Regions from separate parts of the Mus musculus genome. Here region 2 is linked to region 1. A link is a contact called in public HiChIP or PLAC-seq data. All regions are on one chromosome and are shown on one strand. The core of a region is the stretch at or near the end of the contact, and the rest is flanking DNA. Distances in the headings are between cores, read along the strand shown.

What was found. HiChIP or PLAC-seq counts read pairs in DNA pulled down with a chosen protein or histone mark.
Region 2: an H3K4me3 HiChIP or PLAC-seq map of bone marrow-derived macrophages shows a contact between it and region 1, with 4 times the contacts expected there. The contact joins the promoter of Clcc1 here to the promoter of Csf1 in region 1. A contact is called at or near these places in 2 of 39 promoter capture datasets (both in liver) and 1 of 115 datasets of contacts at active chromatin or transcription factors (bone marrow-derived macrophages).

Annotation. Positions count from the first base shown.
Region 1 is chr3:107,756,222-107,762,861 of GRCm38.p6, forward strand. It overlaps Csf1 (colony stimulating factor 1 (macrophage)), which reads right to left and starts at 4,248. Exons shown (of 9, transcript NM_007778.4): 1 at 3,804-4,248; 2 at 396-518. The coding sequence starts at 3,842. All of the region lies in intron 1 of Gm40121 (a long non-coding RNA gene), which reads left to right.
Region 2 is chr3:108,650,956-108,657,595 of GRCm38.p6, forward strand. It overlaps Clcc1 (chloride channel CLIC-like 1), which reads left to right and starts at 2,958. Exons shown (of 12, transcript NM_145543.2): 1 at 2,958-3,025.

The DNA of each region.
Region 1 (6,640 bases), core at 2,998-5,497:
TAGAGCCTCCCATCTAAATTTGGGTGGGGCCCTGGTGCCAGGCGCTCAGGGATCTGGCTATCCAGGAGCAGGATGAACCATCTGGACCCAGCAGGCAGACTGGGCTGACTTCCCAAAGGAGGCATTGTCTGAGTCAGAGCAGGGTCAAGGAGCAGTTTAGAATCCATAGTGGACATTCCTGGACAACCATTAACCCAGGCAGCAGTTAGAAGCCCACCCTAGTCACTACAGGTGACCCAGACTAAGGGGTTGGGAGGACCTAAAAAGATCAATGAGAGAAGTACCAGGAGAGCCATTATCCACTTGACTGTTTTCTGGAAGCCTCTCTTTGACTCTGCCTTCTGGCTTGCTACCTCAGTTTCCTCAGTGAGGAGAAGGCATGGTCTCATACTCACCAACTGCTGCAGGACCTTCAGGTGTCCATTCCCAATCATGTGGCTACAGTGTTCTGACACCTCCTTGGCAATACTCCTGCTCATGAGGAGACAGACCAGCAGCAGCCGGGAGCCCAGCCATGTCTATAACAGAAGGGAGTCATGTCTTTCCAGCACTTCCTCTCCCTAGCTACCCCCATGTCCCACTAAGGGCAAAGAAACAACGCCCCATTCCCATGCTGCAGCACCATTAGATTCTTATCAGCCAGGGCACCACCTCACTCTTCCCTTGGTAATAGCCCAAATGCCATCTTCTCCAAGAACTCTTCTGAGGTTAACCCAGAGCAGCTCAACAATACAGAGTACTTTAAAAGACAATTTTAAAAGGCTTACTGTTTTTGTTTTGTGTTTATGAATATTTTGCCTGCTTGCATGCACACACTCTATGTGCTTCCTTCTTGGAATCTCCTGGACCTGGAGGTATGAATGGTTGTGAACCATCATCTAGATTCTGGGATTTGAACCTGGATCCACTGCAAGAGCAACAAGTGTTTTTAAATGATGAGCCACCTTTCCATCTTACAGAGAATGTCTAATGATAATACTGGTGGTGTGCCAACCAGTATAAGTTTTAGTGACTGAGAGACTCAAGGGTAAGATTTTCTATCCTTTTAACTTTTAACACTGAGACAAATAGATACCTTGTAAGCTGCCTTCAAACTTGTGGTCAGTCACTAGCTTTCAGATTGCAAGCCAGAAACACTCATTACCCCTGGCACCTTCCTTCCTTCCTTCATTCCTTCCTTCCCACCTGGTTACACAGGTCTGGTTCTACAGGGGAAAATACCAGGATGCAACACTGGGAACTCAGCTCCAGTGGGAGACCTCCTAGAGCCTTGGACTTGCATTTCAAGAGGAGTCCAGCTGACTAATCAAGGACAATGCTGTGTTTCCCTGCTGGCATCTGTTTATCTGAGACCCATCAGGCCCTTCATCTAGTCAGCAAACTCTTGCCACAGCAAGAAAGTTCTCTCCTTTCCGTCAGCACCCACCTGGCCCTGCAGCTGCTCATCCCTAGAGTCCTAGGTCTGGCTCCTGACACCTGACTGGGTCCTTCCTTTCTCCTTTCTTCCTTCCTCCTCCTCTACTCTAAAATCCTTCCATCCCTTCGGGCTCCAATAGGGTATCCCGGGAGATGCCAGCCTGGGGCAGAGGGACTCTTGGGCTTTCTTTCCCTGGCCTGATGCTGCCATTCTGAGCATTCTGGCTGCTGATATCCCCCAATTCAGGGAAATGCTGGCAGGGTGGAGTGATGACTGGCACCTTCTTGGATCTGGCTCTGCCCCAATAGTCCAGATGATGAGACAAATGTTGCAAATAGGAGCGCATTGGAAAAACACAGGGAGGCTATGAAACAGTCCATAACAACACTGGGTTACATCTAAAAGCCCAAAGCCTTGCCAGTGAGTACCAGGGAGGAAAGGCAGCTTTGGCTGGGCCATGCGGAGGGAAGAGTGAGGCCTTAAAGGGTGGAAGATGCTGATGGGTGTTAAGGCACAGGGTTGCCTAATGCCATTACGCACAGGACCTGTTAGGTTCCTTGCCTGACCTTAGAGAGAGAGAGAGACAGAGAGTCAGAGACAGACAGTCAGAGACAGACAGTCAGAGACACAGAGTGACAGACACAGAGAGACAGGGAGAAAGAGGTGGGGGAGAGGGTGCAGCCAGCTATGGGTTGATAAACTGCATTGGGCATGGTTGGGCAATTGGAAAGTTAGTCCTGAGTGGGAGTGGCAGCCCGGGTCTCCTGAACCCCAGTCTCAGAACCTGTTAAAGGAAATGACTGCAGAAGATGACTCTGGCCCAGGCTGGTATCACTCAGCCTGTCAGTCCATGTGTGTATGGTATGAAGGAAAGGACCCGGGAATGGAGATGTTCAGAAATATCTCAACCCAGGAATTTCAAGCCATTGATGTTTGGAGATAGCAAGATAAAGACATTACTTCAGGGCTACCTGGCTTTTGGTGGCATTTCAAGCATGCACAGAAATAATGCACAGCTGCTGGCTTCAAAGATGACCAGCCACTCCTGGATCTGGCTCTGTAACCCCAATGCTGCCATAGACAGGGATACAGATGGACACCCAAGGGTTAATACTCTAGCCTGCATCTGGCTGGACAGGCTCTTCCTGGCTTGCTTCTTCCTCCCACCCACTGCCTCAGCCTCTGACTATGAGAGCAGCCTGGAAACTGCGGCAGTCTCTGAGCACTTCAAGACATCATGTTCCATTTTCCAATCAGTACAGTCTGCAGACAGAGACCCGGCCTGACTGCCTGGCTGAACCTCGGCCTCCTCTCTTTCCTCTTATGTCTCCTTGTAGTCTTTCTTTTCTTCCCTCTTCTCTCTTTATGCTTGTTGCATGTGGGATAACTTCCTCCCTTCCCCTCCTCCTAACCCCACCTTCTGCCTCTCACTGAGCCCCTCTCTCTGCTGTTCTACTTTTCTCTCCTCCCAGACACCTGCAACGCGCTGCCCATCACAAGTTCGGTTCCTACCCTCCAGGTTTTCCCTCTCATTCTCTTCTGAAGCAAACCCACTTGCTGTGGATTGAAAGTACCATCCTTCACTCTGTAAGAGCCATGCTATCATCTGCTGCCATTACTGGAGACAGCTTCTGAGCAGCCCATTATCAGCTGCAGCTCTGAACTCTCCTTGCACTTTCTTTCCTCAGTCAGCCGCAGAGTCTAGAATAGCCCCATCTCATTTTCTTCAAGAAAAGATTCGGGTCCAGCTCCCCTCAAAGAGCCACCCAAGTCCCTAATAGTTCCTACACATCCATTGAACAAGTAGCAGCATGCCCATCTCTCTCTCTCTCTCTCTCTCTCTCTCTCTCTCTCTGCCAACAGGTTGCTCAGCACAGGTCCTGGTGTAAAGCTGAGTGAGCCTGAATTTTCCCTACCCTGAAGGCCCACTCCCAACTGGGGCCTAAAACATGTGCAACAACCAAAGAAAGATATCTACTGGGGATGATGCCACACTCGGATCTTGTGTCACTCGGAACCTGGAGACCTGGTTGACCATTCTGGCAGACATTGGGCCTGTGCCAATCCCTGCGATACCCCCCCCCCCCAGACCCCCATCTCTCTCTCCAGCCTGTGGGTAGCTCAGTGTTCTCCTCCGTGCAATGGGATGAGCAGCCTTCTCTTTACCTCGCAAAGCGCTGCAGCCCCAGGAGCAGCTATTGAAATACCGCGGGCCTCAGCCGTAGCTTAGAAGCAGTAAGGAAGCCAGAACCCAGGGCCGAGAAGCCTGGGCAGCTGGCGAGAAGGGGCTGTCCGCTCCAAGTGGCCCCGCAGAGCCGCCTGCTGCTTGCTGCAGAGCTCCTGCCCCAGCCCGGCCCGGGCCCCGCGCGCCACGGTTGCAGCTTACCGAAGAAGGGCAGCGCCCCGCGGCGCCCCGCGCGGTCATACGGGCAGCTGGGTCCCGGCACGGCGTGTTGGCCGCCCTGGTTCGCTCGCTCCCTTGCTCGCTAGTGGCTGAAGAGCCCGCGCCCCGGTCGAGGGCCACGCCGCTGTCCTGGGATGCAGAGAGCCGCAGCGACACCGAGAGCACCGAGGCAAACTTTCACTTTCCCCTGGCCGAGCTTCGCTGGCCAGCCCTCGGCACAGCCTTTTAAGCGGGCGGGCTGGCGGGGCATGTGGTTTATGGGAAATCACCCTGGCTCTCCGCCAGACACACACAGACATACACACACACAAACACACTCACAGGCACTGACACATACTACACCCCAGAGGCCCACTGAGCCGCCGACTCCCTTCCCCCAAGCGGGCCGCCTGGTCGTCCCCGCTAGCTCTCTTCCCCGTCGCTCTGTGGCTGTGCAGCCTCCTCAAAGTAACCCGGGCTCCACCGCCCTCCCCCGCCCTTCTCGAGCTCTGGACAAGACACTGCCTTTCCTTCTGTGCTCGCCACTCTTGTCAATCTCGTGTGATTGTTCTCGGTCTAATGCTGGCCCCTAGGGACTTTCCCTCAAGGCCCGAAAATCCTCAAATCTGAGCAGGAAACGGACAGAGTACATTGAACAGGACTTGAATGGGGATGGACCAACGCCTCTCTGCTGCAGCTCCATTCAAGTCCCTCATGGAACCCAGGGCAGCAGGTTTGCAGATTGGCTTGCTCCCTCCTATGCATTGTTCAAAGAATCTACTATACTACTATACTATCCTCTCCCCTGGCTGTAGGGAGAAGTGGGGAGCATCCAGCTACCTGGGTAGGAGAGGAAGGACTTGGTCCTGTGACAACTAGCTGGGTGTTTCTGCACTCTGCCAGGAGACACTTCAGGTGCTTAACCTGAAAGCACTGGCTGGCCCCCTGCTCCTGGGCTGCCAAACCCAGCTTATGTGGAAAGGTTGGTGTGCCTGGACTCTAGATTTCCCTCAACTCTGTTGGAAATGCATTTGTGCAATCACATTTTGTCTTTACATGAGAATGGATCTAGATTAACCTATCAAGAGGAGCCTATTAATTATATTGCCAACGTCAGGATCTTTTTCTTCCTTCCATTTATCCTGATTCAATGTGTTTCAATCCCGTCATGCCCAGATGAGTGGTCTGGTCTCAAAGGGGCACTTTTGTCACGTGTCCTCCATTTCCTTGCACTACCTAGCTCAGAGCAACAACGTCCCTCATAAACCTTTGCTCAGGCTGCTTCCTCGGACATGAAGTCTTCCTTTCCCCCATCCATCTTAAGGTGAATGTCTCACCTTTTAAGGTTATAATCACATCTTATCCTTGTCTTGCAAAGCCTTCTGGGATGCTTCAGGCTGATGGATAATTCCTTCTTTCTGTGTTCCCACTGGACGCAACCCATTCCTCCCAGTTAAGTTGGCATTCATTCATTCATTCATTCATTCTCTACATTATTTTAAACTGGTGGTTCTCAACTTGTGGGTGGCAACCTCTTTGGGGGGTCACAAGTCAGATATCCTGCATATCATATGCTTTACATTATGATTCATAACAGTAGCAAAATTACACTTGTGAAGTAGCAATGGAATAATTTTGTGGTTGGGGCGCCACCACAACATGAGGAACTGTATTGAAAGGTCTCAGCATTGAGAAGGTTTAGAACCACTGAATACTAGTGATAGTAGTGATTACGTTTAGAATCACTGAATACTAGTGATAGTAGTGATTACGTTTAGAACCACTGAATACTAGTGATAGTAGTTATTACGTTTAGAATCACTGAATACTAGTGATAGTAGTGATTACGTTTAGAATCACTGAATACTAGTGATAGTAGTGATTACGTTTAGAACCACTGAATACTAGTGATAGTAGTGATTACGTTTAGAACCACTGAATACTAGTGAGAGTAGTGATTACGTTTAGAACCACTGAATACTAGTGATAGTAGTGATTACGTTTAGAATCACTGAATACTAGTGATAGTAGTAATTACGTTTAGAACCACTGAATACTAGTGAGAGTAGTGATTACGTTTGACCTGCACCCTGAGCTGGGAGGCTTCCTCTGGGTAGCACCCCATTTCACTTCACTCCGAACTGATAGACATAGCACATAATAGGAATTAAATTAACTGGGCAGTTGGAATGGATGAGTCACTTGACAGACATTCACTGCTAACTACAGGCCAGTGTAACAGTGACCGTGATAATATGGCCCCCTACTCAGATGTGAGCCACTGGAAGCTGAGGGCTTGGGACTCAGGGCTTCTCGGAGGAATGCAGAGATAGCACTTGGCCAGAGACATGATCAAGGCTTATTTCCTTCTTTGGTGGAATAGTCTTTATTCTGGTCTGGAACAATAAAGATTTAACCACAGCTCTTAAGACAAAAAGCAAGAGGAAGCCATGTAAGTAAGATATGCCTGCAGAGTAGCTGAGAAAAAGATCACATTTTACTGGTTCCATCCTCCTTTACAAACCGGTTTCTGCCCAGGCTTATGGAACTTGGAGTTAGAGCATCTTCTACATCAGCACAAGGACCACTCAGCCATCCATCACATAAGTGCAAAGCATGGAACCCCTTTCCCATCCTACTGAAACCCTTCACATATTACCTGAATCCACCATTTACAAGAAACCTGCCCTTGACAGCTCTGCCCAGTCGTTTGCATTGTGGCTGTGGATGGATGCACATCTTTTGCTCTCAAAGTCTATAAAATGAAGCCAATGATTTCTCTTCATCAAGTTATTGGGCAAACTAAAGCAAACGTGTGTGTGTGTGTGTGTGTGTGTGTG
Region 2 (6,640 bases), core at 1,708-4,207, 890 kb after region 1:
CCTATCCTAATGTTTCAAAGATGACAAAGGACAGGATAATCAACTTGGCTATGATTGGATGAATAGTGTGGCAGCTAATACTGTCTACTTGACAAACAGTCCTTGGGCATATCTCAAAATTAGATTAACAGTGTACTGGCTGGTTTTGTGTGTCAACTTGACACAGGCTGGAGTTATTACAAAGAAAGGAGCTTCAGTTGGGGAAATGCCTCCATGAGATCCAACTGTAAGGCATTTTCTCAATTAGTGATCAAGGGGGAAGGGCCCCTTGTGGGTGGTACCATCTCTGGGCTGGTAGTTTTGGTTCTGTAAGAAAGCAGGCTGAGCAAGCCAGTAAAGAACATCACTCCATGGCCTTGCATCAGCTCCTGCTTCCTGACCTGCTTGAGTTCCAGTCCCGACTTCCTTTAGTGATGAACAGCAATGTGGAAGTGTAAACTGAATAAACCCTTTCCTCCCCAACTTGCTTCTTGGTCATGATGTTTGTGCAGGAATAGAAACCCTGACTAAGACACAGAGGTAGGAAGGCCCACCTTAACTGTGGGCAGCCTCACCCCATGGACTGGTGTACTGGACTGGCTACAAGGGAGAGAGCAAGTGGAGCACTAGCATTCCTTTGTCACTCTACTTTCGGATCAAGAACCTAATGTGACTAGCTGTGTCACATTCCTGCTTCATGACTTCCAGTCTTCCCCTGAACTCTGAACTCAAATAAGCCCCTCTCCCCTAAGATGCTTGTGTCAGAGCTTCTGATCACAGCAACAGGAAAATAACCAATAAAGATGGATAAAGGAGTTTGGTGGCCCCAAATCCCTATATCCAAGGATAACCTTAACTTCATAATCTCTCCTCCTTATCCATGCTCATGTGTAAGCATCCATAATTAAACCTATTGAGTCACACAAATAAAATGTGACTGTACAAGAACTGATGTGGAAAGTGGGTCAGGAGGAGGGGGAAGGGGACAAAAGAGGGTTATAATAAGTGGGTTTGATCAAAATACATTATAAACATGAAAATACGATGAAACCATTATCTATAATTAATGCATGCTATTAAAAAGAAGAGTGGAGACTCAGCTAATATAAGTTTAATTAGGGTTGGTTACGTGAGCAAAGGTGAAAGGTTATTTACAGTATAGATTGGCAACTTAATTAGTTGCTATACCATTGAAGAAAATACCTCCTCTCCTCAAGCAATCATTAACTGCCCATAGCCCTGTTCCATGTTCACATGTCATGTTCACAACGTCAAGACAGATACTGCCTTGTAACAGTTCTTAGCTACTAGTGAGTTCATGTCGTGCCAGGGAGACAAGAGTCCACAACACGCCTACCTTTCTACCCTTCCTCTGGCTCTCAGATTCTACCATTACCACCCCCACCCCCCAACCCACCAAATGATGTTCTTTGAGTTTTGGAAGGAGCAAGTTAGATGTTTCATTTAGGGCTGAGCATTCAAGCCACTTATTCTCAGCACTTTGAGCAGTTATGAGTCTCTGTATTAAGCACTACTACTGCAAAATGAAGCTTCTTTGCCCAAAGCTGAAGGCAGTACTAATGTTTGGGTAAACATAAATATTTGGAAGGCTGCTTGATATGTATGATACATTTAGTCAGCAAAAGAACAGTAGCTTCCCCCCTAGGGCATTGACCTCCCAGACGCAGATTTGATCAGGTCTACTGTGCCGGACATGAATCCCCTCCTATGGAGTGGGCCTCAAATCAAGCTGGAAAGAAGATGGCTACCCACTTAACAGTTTGCCACTATTGCAAATGTGGGTACATCTTGCCTGGGAGGGCAGCCGGGTAACATACAAGGTCACAGCAGGGCAAGACTGCTGGTGACTTCTTCCATAAGGCATCCTTATGTTATGAAAGCTAACCTTCCAGAGTAAGCATTCAGTCCAGTTCCATCTTGACTTCTGTACACACATGGTTGCTACAGCAGTAGGATCTTATCATCTACATCTGAAAGGCTACCAGCCACAGTAGCAATGGGGCTGGAGAAGTGGCTTAGCTGTTAAAAGAACTCAAGTTCGGTTTCCAGCAACCGAGTTTTGTGGCTCAAGATCACCGATAACTCTGCATCTCAGGTACCTGATGCTCTGCTGGCAACTGCAGCTCTGACCTCTGCTGGCAACTGCATTCATATGCAGAAACACAATCAGAATTAAAAAGAAAATACGTGTTGGTGCCACAATTATCTGGGACTTCCTATCTAGGGGGATCCAACCCCCTCTTCTGACCCCTGTATGTACTAGACACGCACGTGGAACACATACTATATGAAGCAAAGCACTCATACATATGAAATAAATCTAAAACGACTACAAATCTTAAAAAGTTGTAAATGATGTATGTATACCCAAGAATACCAAATTAAATACTAACAGTGTCTCATTGCCAGTTAGTTTTTGTATTCATTTCTGGGGTGGGGTTCCTCTTTGGACACTTTGGAAACTGCAAAGCCAGAAGTTGAAGATAAACACAAAACAAACCTTACGTCCAAACTCCCATTTGCCTCCCTCACTATATATAGTACTAGTTAACCATTATCTTCCACTTAGAAAGTTATGTTCGAAGTAGATCTCTCTCTCTATCTCTCTCTCTCTCCTTCTCTCCCTCCCTCCCCCCTCTTTCTTTCTCTCTCTCTCTCTCTCTCTCTCTCTCTCTTTTTCTTTCTTTCTTTCTTTCTTTCTTTCTTTCTTTCTTTCTTTCTTTCTTTCTTTCTTTCTTTCTTTCTTTCTTTCTTTCTTTCTTTCTTTTCTTTCCTTATTTACTTATTACTTATTTACTTATTTAGACGTACTTGGCTCCTTTAGCCACGACCGTCTGAACTGAACTGGTGGTTGGGTAATTGAAAAGCCCTTACTTCAGAGCAGAGGAGCGCGGCCTGGTCCCGCCCCCGCCTCCGCCCCCGCGGCGCAGCCAATCAGCAACGCGCGCGGGAAGGCCGCACAGCTGCGGGCCGAGCGAGTCGATGAGTCCGCTCGGGACTCCAGTCCGAGTGCACCGTGTTTGAGGTAGGCGGCTCGGCGTCTTCCGCGGCCGGGCTGGCCCGGGTCCCTCTGAAAGAGCAGGCAGGACCCTCGACGTGAGTGGGCGCTCTTCGGTGTGTCGGGGCGGCCCGCGGGTCTGCGTGGGAGGCGGCGCGGCAGCGTGAGAGGTGCCGGGGCCTGGGCCCGTGGCGATTCCCTGTTCCGTCTTACGCGGGTAGACAGCGCCCGCCAGTCATTCCCCTTGTCTCGGCTAACCCTGCGAATATACCGAGCGGCCCACCCTGGGGCAAGAGCATCCTTGCTTGTGTTATCTGAAACCTTGGCAGAATCTGCAACAAATACTGACGGCCAAAAAATTATATATATATATTGGATTTGTTGGAGTAATGGTATGAAACTCCAAATTTAATTTGAGTATATTAAGTTAGTTGATGCTGTAAGTCTGTGGGTTTATAATTAGGTGCAAAACGTCAGGTTTTCTCCATGATACTGATTATAAAAGTGCTCTTCTCAGCGTTGTCTGGGCACATATTGGAAATGAAAATTGTCTGGTGGGCGGTGGGCACCCTTTAATCCCAGCACTCCGGAGGCAAAGGCAGGCGGATCTCTGAGTTCGAGGCCTGCCTGGTCTACAGCGTTTCCAGGATACACCGAGAAACCTCGTTTCGAAAAACAAACAAACAAACAAACAGAAAAAAACAACCTCAATTGCCAGGAAAGGACAAGAACACGCGTGAGCTAAATAGCGACTTCCCGCTTCTAAGATAACCGAGAATTTGACTTCCCTTAACCCGGTTAGTCCTGCTTGGCTGGTTGGTTAGACCTCTGATTCTTTGAAATCAGTGACTTTCTTGAGGGTTTCCATTTCGTGGCTGTCAATCAGCCTGCACATCTTAAGAGCTAAGCCAGAGGCCGCCCCTGTGAGAAGCCCCTTTTCTGGTTTTCCCACCTGTGTGATAAGACCCAGCAGAGTTTCCTCACCCGCTTTTGAACCCTAACCTCCAAGGAACCTCTCAGAGCTCAGAGGCCATGGGCATGTTACCCGTTTTTTCTGGGATTGAGACAGTGGTGCCCTTTCCAAGAGTTTTTGTAAGGATTAAAGGAGCATATGTTTCAGTAACAAAATGTCCTCTATTATTGTATGAGTATGTTTTTTTATATACTATTATTGTGCGCACTGGAGTACATGTGTTGTAGTTGAGGCAATGAGAAAATGATACAAACTAACTGGTGTCCACCGACAAGTCATAGAGTAACGCAGGTTTTTTTCATAAACTGAGGCAACATAGGAAGATTTTTGTGATGTTTTTGTTTTTCCGAGTCAGTCTATGTAGCACTGGCTGGCCCTATCTCAGAGACTTGTCTTTAAAATAAGCTCGAAGCAGGTCCAGATTGCAACTTTGGAGGAAGTGTGGGATCAGTTCTAAGTGTTGTTGTTTTCAAAGAGTTCTAGTCTTAGATGACCACCGGCCTCTGACAGGAGGGATTGAATTTCCAATTGATTGTGGTTTTGGTTTCTTCCATAGCCCCCCCCCCCCCCTTTTTGACTTCCCAGCTCATTCTGGTGTGGAATCTAACTCTGGCTGCCTCCCCCCCCCCTTTTTTTTTTTTTTTTTTTTGCCTTCCATCATTTTATTCATTCTGTAGTCTTGGTTAACTCTTCACCTGCTGGTCACTATTGGAGAAAGTCACGTGGTTGCCCGTGGTGTAACTTTGTGAGTGGTACTTGGCAGGCTGTCAGCCTCCATAAGTGATGCCCTCTTGCTTTTGTTTTCTAAACGTCCGTTACCTTCACCCTAAACTCCTGTTTTTATCTGAGAAAATTTGTCTTCCTTCTCACTCGTTCTGTTGATGAAGAAGTATGCCATGCCCACGAAAGGGATACAGGATGCCGTTTCTGTAGCTTTTATTTCAGGTTTTTTTTTTTTTTTTTAATATTTTATGTTTATATGAGTATACTGTTGCTGTCTTCAGATACACCAGAAGAGGGCATTAGATCCAATTACAGATGGTTGTGAGCCACCATGTGGTTGCTGGGAATTGAACTCATGACCTTTGGAAGAGCAGCCAGTGCTCTTAACCGCTGAGCCATCTCTCCAGCCCTTATTTCAGTTTTTATATGCTCTTAATTACTTCTTCACTCATTAATACTGGTCCTTTCCCTATTACTCTTTCAGTAAGTGGTTATTTAATTAACTCATCAAGTGACCTTTTCTTGGGCTTTACTGAATGTCTTTGACATATTGAGTATAACCAATACTTGTTTTTTTCAGCCAAGCCCCTCCTCTTTTTTTTTTCCTTAAAATTTTTTTCCTTTAAAAAAATTTATGGGTCTTATAGCCGGGCGTGGTGGCGCACGCCTTTAATCCCAGCACTCGGGAGGCAGAGGCAGGCGGATTTCTGAGTTCGAGGCCAGCTTGGTCTACAGAGTGAGTTCCAGGACAGCCAGAGCTAAAAGAGAAACCCTGTCTCGAAAAACCAAAAAAAAAAAAAAAAAAAAAAAAAATTATGGGTCTTTTACCTGTATGTATGTCTGTGCACCGTGTGTGCACAAAAGGGCAGAAAAGGGAGTCAGATGCCCTGGAAGTGGAGTTACAGCCGGGTCTGAACTGCTGTGTGGGTGCTGGGTCCTCTGGAAGAGTAGCTTCTCCGGCCCCTTCCCTGATGTCTTCCCTTTGCTGTTTTTGTTTTTTTGTTTTTTCTTTCTTGCTTGCTGGCTGCTCTAGTTAAGCCTCCACTTTCTTCTGTATGTAGTTCTTCTAAGGCTCTATTTCATATCTTTACTTTTAATCACATAGTTATTCAATTTTTCTGTCTCCAGAGTATGAGATGATGTTAATGTTAGCATGCTGTCTAAGCTCCACCCCACAGTTACCTGGCAACAGTCAGGTATGCTCCTCCCCACAGCCAGGTAGACCTGACTATAAAAGAGGCTGCTTGCCCCCCATCCTCCCTCTCTTGTTCTCTTGCTTCTCTCTTGCCCTCTTGGGCTCTTCCCATCCCCTCTCCCTTCCACATTCTCTTCCCCCCTCTCTCCATGTGCTCATGACCATGGCCGGCCTCTACTTCTGTACTCTTTCCTTCTCTCTGCCTTTCTCTGCTTCTACTACCCTCTTAACTCCCCTCCCCATGCCCTGATTAAATTCTGTTCTATGCTATACCGTGTGGCTGGTCCCTCGGGGAAGGGATGCCTTGGCATGGGCCCGCCAAGATACCCCCTTCCTGCACCTTACCACCCCCACCTTGCCACATCCCCATGAACATATCTTACATCTCTTTATCTTTTATAAACACATCAGTTAGTATTTAGTTAGTTTGTTTTCAAGCATAAACATTAAAAGTATCAGCTAGTCAGCATATTACTATTTTTGATCGATTCCTGATCGTCACTGTTTTAGCTACTCTGTGTACCCTTGTTCTGCATAGGGGTTTATATATCATAAGAGGAGACTGTGGGTTATAGACCTCTAGTTTTTTGTGTCTAAAGAAATCTGTATGAGTTTTCTAGGACTGCCGTAATAAAGTATCTTAAACTGGGTAGTGTAAATAACAAACTAGTTTTCTGACAGTTCTGTAGGCCAAGAAGACCCAGCGGAAGGTGTAGCCTGGTTGGTTTCTCCTGAGGCCTCTCTTCTTGGC